2 separate regions of the Callithrix jacchus genome follow, and region 1 is linked to region 2. Evidence: chromatin contacts called from public Hi-C data. All regions are on one chromosome and are shown on one strand. The core of a region is the stretch at or near the end of the contact, and the rest is flanking DNA. Distances in the headings are between cores, read along the strand shown.

The links. Hi-C and Micro-C count contacts between places; a contact is called where the count stands out from the background.
Region 1: a Hi-C map of skeletal muscle shows a contact between it and region 2, with 6 times the contacts expected there. The contact joins two enhancer-like sites. A contact is called at or near these places in 2 of 3 Hi-C or Micro-C datasets (both in skeletal muscle).

Annotation. Positions count from the first base shown.
Region 1 is chr6:9,928,403-9,934,570 of calJac240_pri, forward strand. No RefSeq gene overlaps it. Among named protein-coding and RNA genes, the nearest start is that of LYSMD4, 33 kb to the right of the region's middle. Within about 2 kb of position 3,074, at least 2 of the 16 cell types and tissues checked have an H3K27ac peak or open chromatin away from gene starts, as enhancers often do. A contact at or near this core is called in skeletal muscle, where this site is marked.
Region 2 is chr6:9,541,532-9,548,122 of calJac240_pri, forward strand. It overlaps LOC128932313 (a long non-coding RNA gene), which reads right to left. Exons shown (of 3, transcript XR_008481976.2): 3 at 3,730-4,778. Among named protein-coding and RNA genes, the nearest start is that of ADAMTS17, 29 kb to the right of the region's middle. Within about 2 kb of position 1,525, at least 1 of the 16 cell types and tissues checked has an H3K27ac peak or open chromatin away from gene starts, as enhancers often do. A contact at or near this core is called in skeletal muscle, where this site is marked.

The DNA of each region.
Region 1 (6,168 bases), core at 1,824-4,323, 390 kb after region 2:
AAAAACATGATCCAACTATGTTGTCTATGAGAGACTCATTTTAGATTCAAAATCACATATAGGTTCAAAGTATTAATAAAAGGATAGCAAAAGATATGCCACACCAACAGTAACCAAAAGAGTTGGAGTGACTCTAATAATGTCAGACAAAATTGACTTTCAGTCAAAAAGTGTTATTAGAGACAAGGAAAGAATTTTATGATGATAAAAGGGTCACTCCACCAAGAAGATCTAACAATTAGTAACTTAGAACAGTAGAGCAATGTCATCAATCTACTGTATTTAACAGATATTTATGAACACTCCACCCAACAGCAGCAGAGTACACATTCTCCTCAAGTGCATAGAGATCATTATCCAGGATAAACTATATGCTAGGCCATAAAACAAGCCTCAATAAATGTAAAGGGATTTAAATCATACAACACATGTTCTCCAACTATAATGGAATTCAGTTAGAAACCTATAATAGGGAGAAATTTGGGAAATGCACAAATATGTGAAAATTAAACAACATATTCCTAAATACCAGCAAATCAAAGGGTAAAGTGTTAGGGAAACTAGAGCCTACTTTGAGATAAATGAAAATGAAACCACACTCCAAAACTTATTACATACAGTTAGAATGGGGCTCAGAGATATTTTTAGCTACACATGCTTACACATCAAAAAAGATCAAGTAAATAACCTAATCTTCAACATTAGGAAACTAGACAGATTAAACTGAAAGCAAGCATGAGAGACTGAATATAAAAGTAAGTGTTAACAACTGCTACAAAGAGAACAAAATCCCTAGGGATACAAGTAATAAGGGAAGTGAAGGACTTCTTCAAGGAGAACTACAAACCACTGCTCAAGGAAATAGGAGAGGACACAAACGCATAGAACAATATTCTATGCTCATGGTTAGGAAGCATCAGGATTGTGAAAATGGCCATACTGCCCAAAGTAATTACAGATTCAATGCAATCCCCATCAAGCCACCATTGGCTTTCTTCACAGAATTGGAAAAAAACCTTAAAATTCATATGAAACCAAAAAAGAGCCCACAAAGCCAAGACAATCCTAAGCAAAAAGAACAAAGCTAGAGGCATCACGCTGCCTGACTTCAAATATACTGCAAGTTTACAGTAATCAAAACAGCATGGTACTGGTACCAAAACAGAGATACAGACCAATGGAACAGAACAGAGACCTCAGAAATAATGCCACGCATCTACAACCATCTGATCTTTGACAAACCTGACAAAAACATGCAATAGGGAAAGGATTCCCTATTTAATAAATGGTGTTGGGAAAACTGGCTAGCCATATGCAGAAAGCTGAACCTGGATCCCTTCCTGACACCTTATACAAAAATTAACTCCAGATGGAATGTTTGACATTCTTTCATAATTATACATAAAAAAAAACTCTTAACAGTTTAAGTATAGAAGGAAATTCTTCAACATAATAAAGGCTATCCATGAAAAAGACAGCTAACATCAAACAATGGGGAGACACTGAAAGCTTCTTTTATCTTTTTCTCTGCAAACTCGAGAAACCTGACAAGTTGAATGGTATGTTTGTATTTTCAGGTGACTACAAATGTGGTGTGAGAGATTTTGTCCTGCTTCTTACTTTCCTCACTCAGTGCCAATTTTAAGGCTGCAGCCACAGTGATGGGTGTCCACCCTGTTTGTGGCTGTGGGTAACCCATGTGACAATCTGTCATTTCACTCTCCCATTCCCCAGTGACGGATGCCAGCCTCTAACTCTCCACTGTCCCCAACAATACTGTGATAAATCACTTCTTGGTCCCTTTGTGTACAAATCTTTGGGACATGTGCCCAGGAACAAAATGTCTAGCACTTGAATTACACAGATATCAATGTCACAGAGCAGAGCCAGATGCCCTCTAGACTGTACTCAGGCACCTGTCAGCAACAACACATTGAAGAGCCCGACCTTCACATCCCTGTGGCTGGCACAGGAGCAGAGAGAGGCCAGGGCAGCTCGCAGTCTAGAGTTACCAAGGAAAAGCCATCGTTCCAAGGTCCGTCTCCTGAAAGGTGGCATCTCCTGAGTGTCACCCTGTCTCATCTTTTCCTCACGCAGGGTCCTCCCTGGTAGATACAGTTCTCCACCTCATCCTTCAAACTTCTCATGCCCCAGCATGGGACTCCCTGCCAAAGACTTGGCATCTGGGGTGGGTAAACAGGAAGGGGGACAGACTGGCCAACCTCAGTGGCAGAGCAGTGGCTCTGGCAATGTGGTGGGAGAAGCCAGAGCCAGGAGGGAGATGAGCTGTCACCCTGGATGAGCCTTCAGAAGCAGCATTCAAGTTCCCCCCTCCCAAGTCTTTCATCCGATGCTGACCACAGGCCCTGGGGAACTGGAATGTGTAGAGCTGAAGAACCTCTACACCCAGGTGAGGCGATTTGCCTCTAAGCGGGGCTGAGTTGAGGCCAGAACCTCCTTGGCTTTTTTGACATGCAGGGCTCAGGGGAACAGGGCTGGGGGTGGGCAGCTTGCTCCCAAGAGAGGAGAGGGTAGAAGAGAGAGAGGGGGAAAAGGAGCCAGGCCAGCAAACTCCAGATAAACAAGGATATTTCCAGGGTTTGGCCCCAGGGCAATTGAAAGCCAGCAGCGCAGGCAAAGGCTGTGATGGGTGGTCCCCCAGAAGAGCTTCAGAGGAACACGACAGCGTCACCGTCATCTGTCTCCCTGGCGCAGGGCCCACTCATCTACTGTTTGCTTGGAAAGAACTGGTTCCGCGAGGAGAGGCTATTTGGCTAATTGTGCACAATACACAGACGTTTCTGCACAGTCCAGTCCTGCGCGCAGACCCCACCACACCGGCCAGACCAGGCCCACGTGGCCACCTCTTCGCCTCCAGCAAATGAAGCTGGTACAGCTGTCGGCAGAGGCACAAGGGGTACTTTCTGGGTACCTGCCCCTTGGATGGGAGGCTTTTGTACAGAGTTTTATTGTAGATGGGGTCCGAGACCATTTTTCTGTTCCCTACTCTGGCATCCATGGGCTGTCACATCCATGTCTGCTTTCAGGCAGAAAACCACCTCCAAGCAGGCTCCCACTGAGGACTCTAGCCTGACCTGGAGAGCCCTAGCTCCTCTCCCTGCTGTTATCTGCCTCAGGGAGAGCTGGGCTGGAGCAGGGAAGGAGCAGTGGGGACAGAGAGCCCCTCACTAGACCCCACAAAACAGAGATCCTGGGCTTGGTGTGGGCAGCTTTCTCCAGCCCCCTTTGTTTCCACCTGGAAACGTTTATTTCCCCAGTTGGACACTTAGAATCTCGAATGACATCAAGGCCACGGACAAATCTCTCCTCCTCTGCAGAGCATTCTTTTTACACGCCTTCAGAGCATGAGAGTTTGGAGGAATTCTAAGCACGGGTTGGTTTGCTGCAAACGGGCATCACCACATGTTCCTGTAGCCAGGGAAACAGGAAATGGGGACAGAGGGTTTAGAGGAGAGGGGATGACAGTGGAGCTTTGAGTCCTCAGCATCCAAGAGGGGAGAAGATAGATGCGGCACGTGTGTCTAGGACCCAGGCTGAAGGCCCTGGACGACAGAGGAGACTAGGGCTACAGGGTCAGGTCACAGAGCAGGAGGCCTGGGCACCAGAACACACCATGAATCTACCATCTGGGGGTCAGCAGGGGCAGCTGAACCTCATCAATGCCTAGGGTATCTGGTCACCTCCTGCCTGTGCGGAGCTGTGGACAGTAAGCTGGACCAGCAGTTAAAACCGGAAGAGCAAGAGTAGGAGAGCTGACCACAGCCGTGCCTTGCCAGCGCCTCTTCCTGAACCCCCACGTTAGAAGAGCAGTTTGAGGAGGCAGAAGAGTCATGTGCAACCACCCCACCCCGCTCTCCATTGATGAAAACACCAGGTTAGGCCTGCACTGGGTGGAGAAGGGAAGAGATTGACATTTCAAAATAAGCTATCAGGGAACTTCTGTTTACAGAAATCTGAGAGACTAGGTAACCTGAAAGCCACGCCCACTGCAATATGCCCAGAATTGCTGAGTACAATAGAACAGACTTTGAATGCAGAGTTAGTCCTATAGAAAGTGAAGGCCAAAAGATGAACCAGGAACTAACAATTAGATCTACAAGTTCATGAGCTCCGCACCCACCAGGACTGCCCTGGGAAGGACTGGTGTCCTCTCACTAACTCAGGGGCTTGGTTTGGTTTTGTTTTCCTGAGACAGAGTTTCGCTCTGCCACCCAGGTTGGAGTCCAGTGGCACAATCTCTGCTCACGGCAACCTCCACCTCCAGGGTTCAAGTGATTCTAATCCTTCAGCTCCCAAGTAGCTGGGATGAGAGACATACACCACTATGCCCAGCTAATTTTTGTACTTATTTTTAGTAGAAATGGAGTTTTGCCACATTGACCAGGCTGGTGTTGAACTCCTGGCCTCATGTGATCCACCCACCTTGGCCTCCCAAAGTGTTGGGATTACAGGCATGAGCCACCATGCCTGGCCTCAGGACTTGGGTTTTAATGCCATGAGTAACTGGAGAGGAAGCGTTGGACCTGTCCCCACCACATTCACCAATGAGGGGTCCTTCAAGGGCAGGATGCTCTCTCAGTAAACATCATCTAGAAGAAAGTTCCCCCACTGGCAGTTATGTCAGGGATATTAGACTTGGCCTGGGCTCCAAATAGGAAAAATGATTCTGCTGTGAATTTGTCATCATAGGCTCATACTCATGTGATTGGTTTAGGGTGTATATGACATGTGTGGGCCAGAAAAACCCCAAGTCAAAACACGGGTGTGCAAAGCAGCCCTGGGCTGGTGACACCCCAGAGCACCAGGCTGAAGCAAATCCAAAAGTACTCTGGGGGACCCACCCTCATATAAGGTACAGAAGATTCCCTTAGATGAAGTCCCTATTAAGACCAGCTCACACTCCCAAATTAGAAAACACTGGCAGTTCCAAGTCAATCCACTTCAGGGATGGAAAGGACAGTAGAATGATGAAAACCGAGCCTACAAAATAAGTCAGCTTAAAAATCACAAAAAAATAAAGTATCTTTTCCAGAAATTAAAAATGTTTAAATATAATTCTTGAAATAATAGAAATCTCTCTGCAGATCGGTTAACACTGATTCTCAAAGTTTATCACACCTTAGGATCTCCCAGCCAGACGGTTAAACACAGACTGCAGGGCCTGAGAATTTGCTTTTCTAACAAGTACCCAGGTGAGGCTGCACTGATGACCTGGGGACAGCGGGTTAGGCTGATTAACTCTGGGCACAGACAGAACTCTGCCTGACCAAAAGTGCTTGCCAAGTTAGTGAATAAAGCTAGGTTATGTTAATAGACCTTCTATCCTGGGGAAAGGACTTTCAACAGCACACAGTTGAAAGCAACTGAGAAAAATAAAGCCACTTTCACGTGCGTGTTTCAAATACACTTTCAGGATTTTCAACAGTCTAAATAGTCTGTCTCTTGTCCAAGGTTACAAGAGACAAAGAACATTGTGTATTGAGAAAAGATTCAATACAGCAAGAATATGTAAACATTTAGCACTTAGCAGAATATGCAAAGCAGAAAGGGACAGAATTGGAGGGAAAAATAGTTGTACAATAATTGGAGACCCCAGTCACCCACTTTGAATAACGAAAAGAACCAGACAGCAGAAAGGAAATGAGAAGCCAAGTAGACCCAACACGCACCACCCGGCCCCCAGTGCATTTCAGCCGAGGCCTCCGACACAAGCCCCGCGGCAGCTGTGTTACTGGACCCAGGGCTGCTGGGACAAATGACCGCAAACGTGGTGACTTCAACAACACACGTTTATGATCGTACAGTCCTGGAGGTCAGAAGAGTAAACAGAGGTCTCACCGAGCTGAAAGCAAGCTGCTGGCAGGGCTGTGTTTCTTTCTAGAGGGTCTCAGGAGAGCCCAGTCCCTTGCTTTTTCCATCTGCTAGACAGAAGCTGCCTTGTTCTGTGGCCCGTCCTGTCCTCAAAGCCAGAAAAACTGGACTGAGACCCCCTGGTGCTGCCTGCCTGCCTTCGCTGTTCGCTCTCTCCTGCCGATCTTCCATTATAGGGACAGGTGATTGCATTGGGTCCACCTGGGTAACCGAGGCTAATCTCCTTAACCCATTAAGCTCCCCATCCTCAGCCTTTTCTTCTGTCAAATGGAGAAT
Region 2 (6,591 bases), core at 275-2,774:
AGATTTCATTTGGGTAAATGTCAGGGAGCACAATTGCTGGGTTGTCTGATAAGAGTATGTTCATTTGTAACACTGTCAACCTGTCTTTTTTTTTTTTTTTTTGAGACGGAGTTTCACTCTTGTTACTCAGGCTGGAGTGCAATGGCGCAATCTTGGCTCACCGCAACCTCCGCCTCCTGGGTTCAAGCAATTCTCCTGCCTCAGCCTCCCAAGTAGCTGGGACTACAGGTGTGCACCACGACGCCCAGCTAATTTTTGTATTTTTAGTAGAGACGGGGTTTCACCTTGTTGACCAGGATGGTCTTGATCTCTTGACCTCGTGATCCACCCGCCTCAGCCTCCCAAAGTGCTGGGATTATAGGCGTGAGCCACCGCGCCTGGCCCAGCCTGTCTTCTAAAGTGTCTGCACTATTCTGCATTCCCACCAGCAATGAATGAGAGTTCCTGTTGCTCCATATCCTCACCAGCATTCGGTGTTGTCAGTGCTCTGGATTTTGCCTATTTTAATGAATGTGTAGTGGGTTAGCAAAAAATTTTTATTAAAATTTTTTTCTACATATTTTTATTTGCATTCTTCTTAATTATTCTGTATGAATATTGTGCCAGTTTATAAAGAGAAATTGGAATGATTCTTTCTTTTCTCGTTCTGAAATACTTCAGATGGTATCAGATTTATAAACTCCTGGAGAGTTTGAAAGAATTTACCTTTGAAACCATTTAAACTTAACAGATTTTGAGGGTGGGGCTGGGAGGTCATTTTTTTGAAGCTTTCTCAACATCTTCCGTGGGTATTGGTCTGTTGCGTAGTTTTCTATCTCAAGGCCCATTTTGGTCATCTATATTTTTTGAAAATCATTTCCTCTATTTAAGTTTTCAAGTGTATTTGTCTAGGTTATTGTAGAATCCTCTGGAATGATTAGTGTCTCTGTATTCATGCTTATTTTGCCCTTTTCGTGTATAATGTGTGATCGCGCTTGCTAACTTTACTTCTGGAATAAGCTATACGGTAGTTCGTCTCCATTACCCACCCCCAAAATGACCATTATGCTTATTAATTTCCAACTTTATATTCTTTTTTCCTGCTCTCCTTGGGTTTATTGCTCCTTTTCTAATTTCTTAAGCTGGACACTTTCTTTCCTTGTTTAGATATGTAGGTGTTTAAGGCTATAAATTTTCCTGGGACTGGCATTAGGAAAACCACAGGCCATCGCAGAGGATTGCTGGAGGGGTGGAGTTTTCAGCGAGAGCGCCTAATCCCAGTTAGGAGAAGTCTCGCCCAAGGTGGTAGAACTGCTTGGCCACACCTGTCCCATCTGAGTACCCTCCTTTACCTTTTGGTAAAAGACTCTGGCCCCTTGCTGTCACAATCGGGGCCTGGCTTCAACACAAGATTGGTGGAATCTCTGCAAAGTGCCTGAACTTTTCCCACTTGACACTTGAATGGAGGCCCCCACACCTGCCCCTTGGGGCCTGGCTCCAAGAGCAGGCTGCTTGCTTTGTTGCTAGTTTTCTTGGCTCCCTGCTCTCACAGCGACAGCCATGTCTGCTTCAGAGCCTCGCCTGCTGGCCTCCACTCAGCCCCCATGCGTGGTGAGAAAGTAAGTGACCCAGCCTGTCTCTCGCGCTGAGCAAAGCCTTCTGGTCCACGCCCTGTTGTGCAGTTGATATGTCAGCCTGCCCTGTGGCCCAGGGAAGCACAGATCGCCTCTCTCGGGCTGTTGTCTCAGCTGCTTCCCCACAACCTGTAGCTCTGCCAAGCTGCCAAACTCTCCCTTGTCCTCATTGCTAATAAAACCTTCCACCAGGTGGCTCTCATGTTCCTGTAAAGGACAAAAGTGGGAAAAAGAAGACAAAATGCACAGGTTTTTAAAGAGGGAGGGGCAGGTGACGGAGAGAAATAAACAAGGGCCTTGTCCAGATCTGCTCTGAAAGGACATCTGTCACTTGGCAGCTGCCTCAGGTGCCCTGAATTTACTCTGGGATTTGGGATGAGTCAAGATACTCAGCCGCTGTGCCAGGCTTGGCATCACCTTGTGTCCTGTTCCTACTGGTCACTGTGAGTGGTAGAAAGGTCCCCTCAAGCTCCCTGCAAATGAGTCCTCCTTACCTATTGGGATCATTGACAGGTCCCCAGTTCCTGTGGCTGACGTTTCATGGGGATCCTTTCTCTTTAAAACAACAGCATAAATAAAGGGATCCAGTGATGAGCAGGACCCCCTGAGCTCCTTTTGCACCAGCCCAGTTGGGTTGGAACAGACATGGAGGCAACAGACATGGAGCCACGTGGAGCAATGTGGAGCCGGCATACCTCATGACCCGAGCGGCTGGCTTTGGGCTCAGTCTCTTTTTCCATTCTTGGCTTTCCATGCTGCTGTTCTAAGGCAGGGGAAATGGGAAGGACTTTGCAACATTCACACTGGGGCCCTAAAATATGAACTGGATCTTGGAAGACAGCTCCGCAGGCTGCCGTGAATACCACTGAAGGACCCAGACACCATCAGGCTTGCATCTTACATGTGCTTGAGCAGGAGTCCTTAACCTGGACCTAGCAAGGCTGTCCTCTGTGGAAGAATCTGACCCCTTGGGCATGCAAAAGCAGACACACTAGGTCAGGTCAGGGATGAAAAAGTGACAAGTCAGATGGCCAGGCAGCTATGGCAACTTAGTGTGCAGGGTGGCCAGCAAGGAAATGTACGGGGCCGGGCGCGGTGGCTCACACCCGTCATCCCAGCACCTTGGGAGGCCAAGGCGCATGGATCACTTGAGGTCAGGAGTTTCAGATCAGCCTGGTCAACATGGTGAAACCCCATCTCTACTCAAAATACAAAAATTAGCCAGACACACGTGGTGGCACGTGCTTGTAATCCCAGCTACACAGGAGGCTGAGGCAGGAGAATTGCTTGAACCTGAAAGGTGGAGCTTGCAGTGAGCCAAGATCACACCATGCACGCCAGTCTGGGTGACAAAGTGCCACTCTGTGTAAAGGAAAGAAGAAAGGAGAGGATAGGAGAAGAGAAGACAAAGAAAAGGGAAGGGAATGGAAGGGAAAAGGAAAAAGGAAAGGAAAGGGAATGGCACGGGAAGGCCAGGCCTATGAGTAGGAGTGTTGCTTGGAATTTATTAGTAAGAATAAAATACTGAACTTCAGATAATTTATTCCAAGGAAGAATGCATTCAGAATTATGTATCTAATTTCATCCAAATGATACACTTTATATAATCAGTCTGTAGATGAGGAGATAAAGGCAACTGATAGAGAACTACATGAAATGCACAGAAAATGCCTTCTGGATTCTGGCAGTTCCTGAACTCCAGCGGTGTGGGAATCACAGCCCGCCATTTGCAAGGTAGATGGCCTGGATGAAGCCTGCGGAGCTGTCTTCCAAGATCCAGTTCATATTTTAGGGCCTCAGTGCGAATGTTGCAAAGCCCTTCCCATTTCCCCTGCCTTAGAACAGCAGCATGGAAAGCCTAGAATGGACAAAGATACTGAGCCCAAAGCCAGTCTCTCTCTGAGCCTCTATTTCCTTACTTGTAAGAATTATGTCTTCCTCTGAGATATGTTCTGAGGGTTAAATGAGATACATCTGGAAGCACCTGGCACAGAAAAAGTGCTCAGAAAACATTTTCATTTCCAAAAAAGAAGCTGAGGTCACCCGAGCTGTGAATGTCAGAGCTTAGATTTAAACTTGTTCTCTTGGCTGACTTTCAACAACCAGTCCTTGCACTGATGGATTAAAAAGTATTTATTGAGGCTCACCATGTATCCATCTAAGGAGTTAAATTTATAACAAAAAAAAAAACCCCACATCATTCCTGACACGGCTGAATCTAGCGGATGAGGGCTACTGGGCTCGCAGCGTATCTGTGAGGGCTCAGCAGGGAATCGCACTGTTCAAACAGTGGAGACTTCATGCAGACTTACACAGGTATTGAAGGGCTAAGAAAAAACCAAAAGGGAGCACTGAGTTACCGGTGTCATGACTGTAGGAAATAGAGGTGAACACGTTTCCAGAATGCAGGTGCTTGGAGGATAGGCCCCTGGGATCCCAGGGGATTGGCTCTCTATGGCTGATTCCCAAGCTCTGGGTCTGTGGCAGGGCTTGGAGCTGCTGGTTGTACCACGGAGAAGAGGAGAGTCCTGTGGCTGATGCCGAGACCTCTGAGAAGAGGATACAGACGAGTAGGCAGTGGGACCTCCACAGAGGACATTCAAACTGGCAGGTGAAGGAGGTGGAGGGATGAAACTCTATTTCTCAAAGGGGTCCCACCTGGCTCGGGTGAAGACTGGGAGCTAGGGCCATGGCATTGGCTGCTGCTAACAGAAGCTAGCAATTAAGAAGGAAGCCTCTTCTTATTCCCTTCTGTTTTCCAGTCCCTTCTTAACAGTTCTTATTTGCAGAGCTGACAGAAAGTCAACTGGCAAGGGAGTCTAGGACACAGGGTTTGTAGAGCCCCAGCCCCAGCTGCACAGAGCGGGGTTTAGAAGGAAGATTTAGAGCTGAGAGATATAGGTAAATAACTAGCCCAGTCTATCCCACTGACAAACCAGCATGCATACACACCTTTAAATGCATGTTTAAAGTTCCACAAATGGTGCTAGAACAATTGAATATCCACATGCAAAAAAACAAACTTGGATCCATATCTCACACATGGTGATAAAACCAGGGGTTTTAAAGTCTTCAGACAACCAGCTTGAGCCTTTAGACTGTTGGAAGCAGATGCTCAATGCCCCAAAGAAAAACCAGCCTGGGCAACATGGTGAAAGCCTGTCTCTGTGGAAAATACAAACATTAGCCAGGTGTGGTGGTGTGTCCCTGTAATCCCAGCTACTTGGGAGGCTGAGGTTGGAGGATCGCTTCAGCCAAGGAGGTCAAGACTGCCGTGAGCTGTGACTGCACCACTGCACTCTAGACTGGCTGACAGAGTGAGACCTTGTCTCAAAAAAAAAAAAAGAAAGAAAGAAAGAAAGAAAGAAAGAAAGAAATATTCTATCATCAATTCTCTTGATTATCCAGAATACTGAGGGCTAGTGCTTCAATGTATGGATTTGGAGGGGACAAAATTCATCCCACAATATGTTGGAGACAAAAACCAAAAGAAAAATGCAACTGAAGGAAACAGAGCGTGCAGAAATTTTTTTGAAGAAAACGTCAAAAAAATGCTATTAGTCTTAGAGATATGAGAATATATCACGTCCATTAAACAAGAATGAGATACCATAAAACATTCAAAGAATGAAAAGGGCTCTTGAAAGTTTAAAACATGGCCAGGCACAGTGGCTCACACTTCTGGAGGCCAAGGCAGGCAGATCACCTGAGGTCAGGAGTTCGAGACTAGGCTGGCCAACATGGTGAGACCCCGTCTCTACCGAAAATACAAAAAAATTAGCTGGACGTGATGGCTTGAGCCTGCAATCCCAGCTACTCAGGAGCCTGAGGCAGGAGAATCATTTGAACCTGGGAGGCAGAGGTTGCAGTGAGCCAGGATCGTGCCACTACAATCCAGCCTGGGTGACAGAGTGAAACTCTGTCTTAAAAAAAATAAATACAAGTTTAAAATAAGACAGTGAAATGAAAAATTCAGTAGAAAGACTGGAAAATAAAGTTGAAGAAATTTCCTAGAAAGTAGAGCAGGAAGATAGAGATTAAAACTGGACAAAATATTTTTTAAAAATATATGACCAATTCAGGAAATTGAATATTCAAATAGTAGGATTTCCACAAAGAGCGCATAGAGAAAACAAAGGGAGGAAAGAATTCATGAACTCCAGCCCTTTTCTCTCTGGTTAAATTGTAAAATGTCTCAAAAGACCATCACACCCTCCCAAACAATGAGAACATGCAAGAAACCCTACAAAATCGTGGGTTTTAAAAGCCTATGAAAGGTTGAGGATGCAAGGAAACCTACATGAATAAATCCAGAAACTGATGAGTAATTTCTAGGAGAGAAGAAGCCAAAGCTGATTTCATCTTGGGCAGAGTGGTGGGAGGGGAAGAATCTGCTGTGGACAGATTGAACATCTGTGACAGAGCTGACAAAACAGATTCGAATCTCAAGGATCCCCAGCCACAGAGGAAGTTGTACCAGATTAGAAAACCCACAGATAGACCCGTATATAGTTAATAACGTAAAAATAAAATCAAGATGATTAGAAAACCCACAGATAGACCCGTATATAGTTAATAACGTAAAAATAAAGTCAAGATGACAAGTCAATTCATGGGGAAAGGAAATAAGTGTTTCTTGATTTTTTTTTTTTGAATGACGTTGCAAGAACTGGAAAACCATGTGGGAAAAAAACTGAACCTTAACCTCTACTTATGCCAGAGACAAAAATGAACTTGAAATGGATCAGAGACCTGAATGTAAAAGCTAAAACAATAAAACACAGGAAAATATGTTTGAGACTTTGATGTAGATGAAGACTTTTTTTTTTTTGAGACGGAGTTTTTGCTCTTTTTACCCAGGCCAGAGTGCAATGGCGCAATCTCGGCTCACCGCAACCTCCGCCTCCTGGGTTCAGGCAATTTTCCTGCCTCAGCCTCCTGAGTAGCTGGGATTACAGGCACGCGCCACCATGCCCAG